Regions from separate parts of the Sus scrofa genome. Here region 2 is linked to region 1. The links are chromatin contacts, called in public promoter capture Hi-C maps. All regions are on one chromosome and are shown on one strand. Each heading gives the region's core, a stretch centred on a gene start, on an enhancer-like site or on the middle of the called end of the contact. The rest is flanking DNA. Distances are from core to core; before and after follow the strand shown.

Region 1 (3,583 bases), core at 512-3,011:
CCCCTAAGAAGAAAAAGAAAAAAAAAAAAAAAAAATTGAAGCTGCAGCTGTCAGCCTACACCACAGCCGCCACAGCTCATGGCAATGACAGATCCTTAACCCACTGAGCAAGGCCAGGGTTCGAACCCATGTCATCATGGATACCAGTTGGGTTCTTAACCCATTGAGCCACAACAGGAACTCCTTTTTTTTTTTTTTTTTTTAATAGTTGATTTACAATGTTTTGTCAGGTGTGTGTTCTAATCCCTGTTGTGGAGATGCCCAACACTCAGGGTTTTGATTGATGGGTTTTTTGGTTTGTTTTCTGTTTTTGGCTGCAACTGGGGCATGTGGAAATGCCAGGCCAGGGATGGAACCTGTACCACAGTTGCAACCTGTGCTCCAGCTTTGGCAACCTGAGAGCTTTAACCCACTGTGCCACACAGGAACTTTTAGGTTATTTCTTAAGCGGGTGGGATCCCATCTAGCCAGAGGCCAGGACTTCTCCAAGTGAAGTGTGGAACCACAAGCACCCAAGGGTCTTGTTAGATATGCAGATTTCTGGATCCAAATGCTTTGGAATCTGCATTCAGGGTTTTCCCTCATCATTGAAACTAATCTAGTCTAACCTATTACTGTAAATTATTGTCTTAGATGCAAGACAAGCACCTGTTTCTCAGTTTGTTGTCTTTCTCACCATCTTAGAATGTAAATTCCGTGAGGATAGGGACTTTGTTAGCCTGGTTTATTTCCAAACTCTGTTTCCTAGGACCTCCACGGTAAATATTTATTTAATTGAATGTGCACTAAAATTTGGAACCGCTGTCACACCATTCTTTATTTTACAGTAGGGAAACTGAGGCCCAAAGACTGCAGAGTTGGTAAAGGGCAGGATCAAGGTCAGTATAAAAATCTCAGAACTCCTGAGTCTCATTCGGGCATTGGTTCATCTCTGCCCCAAGCAATCTTTATAAAAAATGAAATCCACTTGACAAAAAAGACATTTTCTGCCCATAAAACTTGGTTTCAGAACTTGGCTGGGTTGGGAGCGCTTGGTTATCCCCAGCTCACTTCCTAGGCGCGCGCGATGCCCCCAAGGGGTAAAGGCCCGCCTTCCAGACCGGGCGTCGAATCCAACTCGGGGCAGTGTCCCCGGCCGGGGCGGCGGGGAGGAGCCGAGCACAGTCCGCGGAGGTGAGACAGGCTCTCCCAAGGTCACCCAGGCGGGGCTTGGAGGAGCCAGGCCCACAGGACGCCAGGGAGCCGGCAGCACCCCCCTCCACCATCCCTTAAATCGAGGGTGACATTAATGGCTCCTTCCCTGGAATCTGGCGCACCCAACGTAAAGAGCGCGAGCAGGCCCAGCCGGCCGCGTGGCCGGTTCCCATGTGCTCCACCTGCTGCCGCTCTCACGCGCTACCTCTTTAAGACACTTCCCCCACTTTACCACCCCTTCTCTCTAGCCCGGCTCACTGCCCCACCCCCCTTCCGAATTGCATCAGGCACGTGCTCGCCCCCGTCGGGTCTGAGTACCCCTCACCAGCCAGCGCCGGAGGTGCGCCGAGAAATTGGAGGCGAGGGGCGGGGCGAGGGGCGGGGCCGCGGGGCCGTACGGGCGCGCTCCCGCCGCCTTCGCCCGTTCGTCGCCCAGGGCCGGCCCTAGCGGGCGCGCCCCCGCTGCGCCCTCCCCTCCCCCGCCCGCTGCGTCGCGAGGCGCGTGCCCGCCCGCCGCCTGCCGCGGATCGCGTGGTCAGCTCGGCTCGCCGCGCCTCTCCCCCGTCCGTCCATATTGCTGCAGCCCCCGAGCCGGGAAGCCCGGGCCGCCCCGGGGGCGGGGGGGAGGGAGGGACGGGACGAGAAGCTTGCCAGGCTCGGGGTGGGGGCGCCTTGCGAGGAACGGGCGGGGGGGACGCGCGCCGAGGAGGCCTGGACCGCAGAGTGGGGGGCCTTCCTCCCCCCCCCCGCCCCGCCAGCAGGCCTTGGATTTACGGCGGCTGCATCCGACCGGGAGGGGGGCCGCGCCTAGCGTGAACCCGGACCCTTCTCCGCAGGCACTGGGGCCCAGCGCCCCGGAGGAAGGAGTCGCGGGGGCTCTGAGAGCCAAGTTCGAGGCGGGGGAGGCAGCCTCGGGCGCGCCCGGCTTCTCCGGGGGGGCGGGCGCGCAGATGGCCACTCAGGTGGAGCCGCTGCTGCCGGGGGGCACCCCGCTCTTGCAGGCCGAAGAGCACGGGGGGCTGGTGAGGAAGAAGCCGCCGCCGCCGCCGCCCGAGGGCAAGGGCGAGCCCGGGGCGAACGACGTCGGAGGGGGGGAGCCGGACGGCGGCGCCCGGAGACCTCGGCCGCCCTACGCCAAGCCGCACAAGGAGGGCACCGGGCAGCTGGAGCGCGAGAGCCCGCGGCCGCCGCAGCCTCCCGGCGCCGAGGGCCTGGCAGTCAGCGACGGAGAAGAGGGCGGCGGCGAGCCGGGCGCTGGCGGAGGAGCTGCGGGAGCCGCGGGCGCCGGGCGCCGAGACTTCGTGGAGGCCCCTCCGCCCAAGGTGAACCCGTGGACTAAGAACGCGCTGCCGCCGGTCCTGGCCACCGTGAACGGACAGTCTCCTCCAGGTGGGTCTCCCTGCTTGTGATCTTGGGTTCGGGGGCCTCTTCCGGGGCCTTAGGCGTCCCCTCCCCCAGCGGCCTCCAGGGCCCGGGGGTCCGCCACTGGTCCTGGTGACTCGGGTTTTTTTTTTTTTTTTTTTTTTTTATTAGCTCCCTTTAATTTAGGTCGCCATACCCTGCCCCCCAGCATGCTCGGGAACCTGTCCCTACCGGAGGGCCCGGCCTCCGGGAGGCTATAGCCACCGCCCGGGCCGCAGCGGTTAGTGGGCAACGGCGTGGTTCGGGCCTACCTCGCCGGGAGAGGGTGGGCGCTGGTTTCGGTGAAAAAAGCCCTTTCCCTCCCACCGCGTGTTTGTGTAGGAGACTGTTTGTAGCCTGAAACATTTCTCGGGAAGCCCCCTCTTCCCACCTCGCCCCTTGCTGTCCGTTTTGGTGGCGTTGCGATTGTCCCTATGTTGTAAATGTTTAATGAGCATATGTCATGGGCAGCAAAACACCCGGCGACGAGTTTATACCGACCACAAGGATTCGGGATTTAAAAGTTAAGTTTTTTGCTCGAGCACATAGTGTTAGGCGGTAGAATGGCTACTGGCGAAAGGTTGAGGGGTCTATTGCAGGGAGAATCGGGAGGAAAGGAAACCCAGCATGTCCCTGAATTGGGTGCTTTCCCTGTCTGCTCCCGGGGACCTTCCGCCTTTAGACCATGCCTCTGGATGGCGAGTGTGCGGGGATCCAGTAAGGGGGAAATGTAAGGCGAGTAAGGGGGCATGCGGCGACGCGAGGGGCGTGCGGCGGCGGGCGAGGGAGTGGCGGGGCCGGGCGGGCGGGTGACAGTTGGGCGCCATGCGCCGCGCCGCCGGCCCTCGGGCTGCTCGCGGCCGCTCGGCCTCGGCGTTCGGCGCCCGCCGCGGAGCTCCGGGTGGAAGGCGGGTGCTGGCGGGCGGGCGGGCGGCGCGGCCCGGAGTGTGCGTGTGCGCGGGTGTGAGTGCGCGTCCCCCCTTCCCGG
Region 2 (3,477 bases), core at 258-2,757, 79 kb before region 1:
TGGAATGCTTGATATGTGCCAAATGATGTACCATTGTTAGTTGTATGAATGCTCACAACCTTAGGAGGGCTGTGATTATCAACTTGCAAAAGAGGAAACTGAGGCTGAGAGTTAAGTAACTTGCCGAGGTCACCGAGCAAGAAAATGGCAGGAGTTAAATTAATCATTTGGTGTGACCCCTGCCGGAACTTTTCCACGCCAGTATACCTGAGGGGCTTTTACCTTTATCAGGAAAGAGAGAGGAGGAGTTCCCACTGTGGCTCAGCGGGTTTAGAACCCAACATAGTGTCCGTGAGGCTGTGGTTCCATCCCTGGCCTCACTCAGTGGGTTAATCAGGTTGCAACGAGCTGCAGTGTAGGATGCAGATGTGGTTCAGATTCGGCGTGGCTGAGGCTGTGGTGTAGGCCAGCAGCGGCACCTCGGATTCGGATTTGACCCCTAGCCTAGGAACTTCCATATGCCGCAGGTGCGGCCGTAAAAGAAAAAAAGAGAGAGTAGGATTTTTTTCGGTCTTGTTTTGTTGTCTTTTTAGGGTCTCGCCCAGGGGCGAATGGAAGTTCCCAAGCTAGGGGTTGAATTAGAGCTCTCTTTCCCCCCCGCCCCCTCCCCCCGGCCCCACCAGGCAGAGACATCCTCTGTGGACACCCTCTCTGTGTGCACGGGGCACACACACATTGAAAAAGTACCACTTTTGGAGTTCCCGCTGTGGAGCAGTGGGTTAAGGATCTGGCATTGCTGCAGCTGCGACGCAGGTTGCTCCTGGCTCAGATTCGATCCATGGCCCGGAACTTCCATACGCTGCCGAGAGGTGAAAAAGGAAGGAAGGAAGAAGAGGCACCACTTTTTAGGTTTCAACGTACAGATCCGTCACCACAAAGGAATGGAAGAAGGAAAGGAGAATGGAAGCCCCCAGGCTTTTGTTGACACAATAGGGCAGTGGGGAGGGGAGGGGGGAGGATTCGAAAGCCGTTGGAAAATGCCTCAAGGGCAGAAGGCGACTTTAGGCTCCACCCTGTGATTTGGAGCCTCTCCGAGGGGGCTTTCTCGGGTCTCTTACGGTGGAGGGGGGACGCCCCAACACGGAGCTACAGCTAACGAGAGAGACTCCCCCGTGCAGTGCCTTCCGCCCCCCTGTCCCCAGCCACCCACCCTGCCTCGGCTTCCTCCGCCCTCTCCGCACCCTCGCAGCTGAGAGGAAACTGAGGCACAGGGGGGTGGATGAACGGTGATGGGCAGTACAGGGCGGTCCTAGGCCCGGGGACACGGAGCGAGGGGGCGTGAGGGTGGTCCTGGACCCGCCGCTGGGGAGGCGACCCCCAGGGCCCACAGCAGGGAGCAGGCAGAGGCTCTCCCTTGCCGACAAGCTGGGCGTCCTTCTGACTCCACCCTCCCCCGGCGCTGCCCGCCCCTCCCGAGGGCACACTTTATCTGAGTCCTGGGCACACAGCTGCACACTCTCACCCGCTGAGGCCCTCCCTGGAAGGCGGCATCTGACCTTTGGACATGTAAACAAGACTTGGCCTGGCCCTGGGTGGCAGGGCTTGTCCTTGGGGCCGGTCGACTTGGGCATGACCAGGCAGGCATGTTTGCGAGGGCTCAGGGTCACACTGGGCCTCCGCGGATCACTCAGAGTTGATCCTGGAGGCCCAAGGACAGTCCATCCTGCTGTCGGCCTGTACGCTGGGGACTCTCAGTGGTATTTTCGGGGCCCAGGTGACTTCCTAAAAGAGGAGCAGGCTGGAACCAAAGACTCTCAGGGGAACCTCAGGGGTTCAGAGAGGGGATGACATGTACTCAGAGCCACACAGCAGACAAAAGTCACATCCACAGACAGACCAGGCTGGTAACACCTTCTCTGGGTCTTAGCAGCTTTTCCATCCAGTGGGAGAGGCCCACCAGCATCCCTGGCTCACACCCCTGCTGCAGACCCTGGCCCCGCTGGTACACCCACCCCCTGAAGCTCCTCTTATCTCCAGGGCCCTGGAACCTGCTGATTCCTGGGGCTGGGCCCACCCTCTCTGGGGTCACCAGATGAATGGGACTGCAGGGGCTGTGCGGGCCTGATATGGGGCTCGGTGGGCCCCAGCCTTTATCAGTGGGGATTGGGACTCTGGACAAGCAGGTGGCCCCATCTGGAAGAAGGAGCAGTGGGGAGAGGGTACCCAGGTCCTGGGCCAAGGAGATACAGGACAGGAACTTTTTTAGTAACTTTTCTAAATCTTTTTTTTTTTTTTTTAAAGCAAAATATTGCTTTCTCTGATTAGAAAGGTCCAGGCATGTTCCACCAAATTTAACAGAGCAGAAAGAGATGGCATTGAAAGTGAAAGCGCCTATAAGACGTTTCCGAGGCATAATCCCCAGGCCCAGTTTGGGGTTATCTCCAGATTTTTTTGTACACATAGGCTAGCCTTACTAGATTGGAATCATATCATCGGCTCCAACCATGTGGCTTCATAGTTTCATCTCTGAGCCTCAATTTTTTCATCTATAAAACTTCGCAGGAGAGTTCTGTGACACAGGAGGTTATGGATCTGGCATCGCCCCTGCTGTGGCTTTGGTCACAGCTGTGGCTCTAGTCAGTGCTGGGACGCAGGTTCGATCCCTGGCTTGGGAATTTCCACATGCCACAGGCATGGCCAAAAAAAAAAAAAAAAAAAAAGTATTGCATGAATGTTGTCAGGATTACACAAAGTAATGCATGTGTGGCACCTAACCTGGGCCCAGCCCCCAGAGAGCTCTGAATAATTGTCAGTATGTTCCTCTTGTGGCTCAGCCAGTGGTAATGAACCCAGCTAGGATCCATGAGGACTCGGGTTCGATCCCTGGCCCTGCTCAGTGGGTTAAAGGATCTGGTGTTGCCGTGAACTGTGATGTAGGTCACAGACATGGCTCAGATCTGGCGTTGCTGTGGCTGGGGGGTAGGCCAGCGGCTACAGCTCTGATTCAACCCCTAGCCTGGGAACTTCCACATGCTGCAGGTGTGGCCCTAAAAAAAGTAACTGTTCAATGTCACCAGCGTTGTTACGTCACTGCCTTTATTTTTCATTTAATGACACAACACCAGCACCTTTCCAGGTCGGTGCCAAAGATGATGCCCACTCTGATGGACAAATTCAAAGCTTTCCTTGTTTGTGGGAATCATCATTTATTTCTTAACCAATTTTATGGTGGTCTCATTTATATACAAGAAAATGTACCCATTTTTAAGAATACAATTCAGTAAGTTTCAGAAATTATACACCCCCAAATTCCCTCACGCCCCTTTGTAACCAATTTCTCGGCCCCCGTCTCCAGCCCCACCACACAACCACCAAACTGTTCCCTGTCCCTAAGTTTAGATTTCCCTTTTCCAAAATTTCATTGAATGCGTCACATGGCAGGCACTCTCTGGGGCGAGACTTCTTCACGGAGCATAATGTTTCTGCGTTACCAGAGTTCATTGCTTTTCACTGCAGGAGAGCGTCCCCCACAAGATT

Evidence for each region. Promoter capture Hi-C pulls out the DNA fragments that hold promoters and counts their contacts.
Region 2: a contact with region 1 is called in a promoter capture Hi-C map of fetal liver, with 4 times the contacts expected there. The contact joins the enhancer-like site here to the promoter of LARP1 in region 1. A contact is called at or near these places in 1 of 5 promoter capture datasets (fetal liver), 4 of 47 Hi-C or Micro-C datasets (embryonic fibroblasts, fetal liver and liver) and 1 of 2 datasets of contacts at active chromatin or transcription factors (alveolar macrophages).

The regions. Positions count from the first base shown.
Region 1 is chr16:68,449,783-68,453,365 of Sscrofa11.1, reverse strand. It overlaps LARP1 (la-related protein 1), which reads left to right and starts at 1,761. Exons shown (of 19, transcript XM_021076708.1): 1 at 1,761-2,583. The coding sequence starts at 2,145.
Region 2 is chr16:68,528,176-68,531,652 of Sscrofa11.1, reverse strand. No RefSeq gene overlaps it. Among named protein-coding and RNA genes, the nearest start is that of LARP1, 78 kb to the right of the region's middle. Within about 2 kb of position 1,507, at least 27 of the 83 cell types and tissues checked have an H3K27ac peak or open chromatin away from gene starts, as enhancers often do. A contact at or near this core is called in fetal liver and liver, where this site is marked.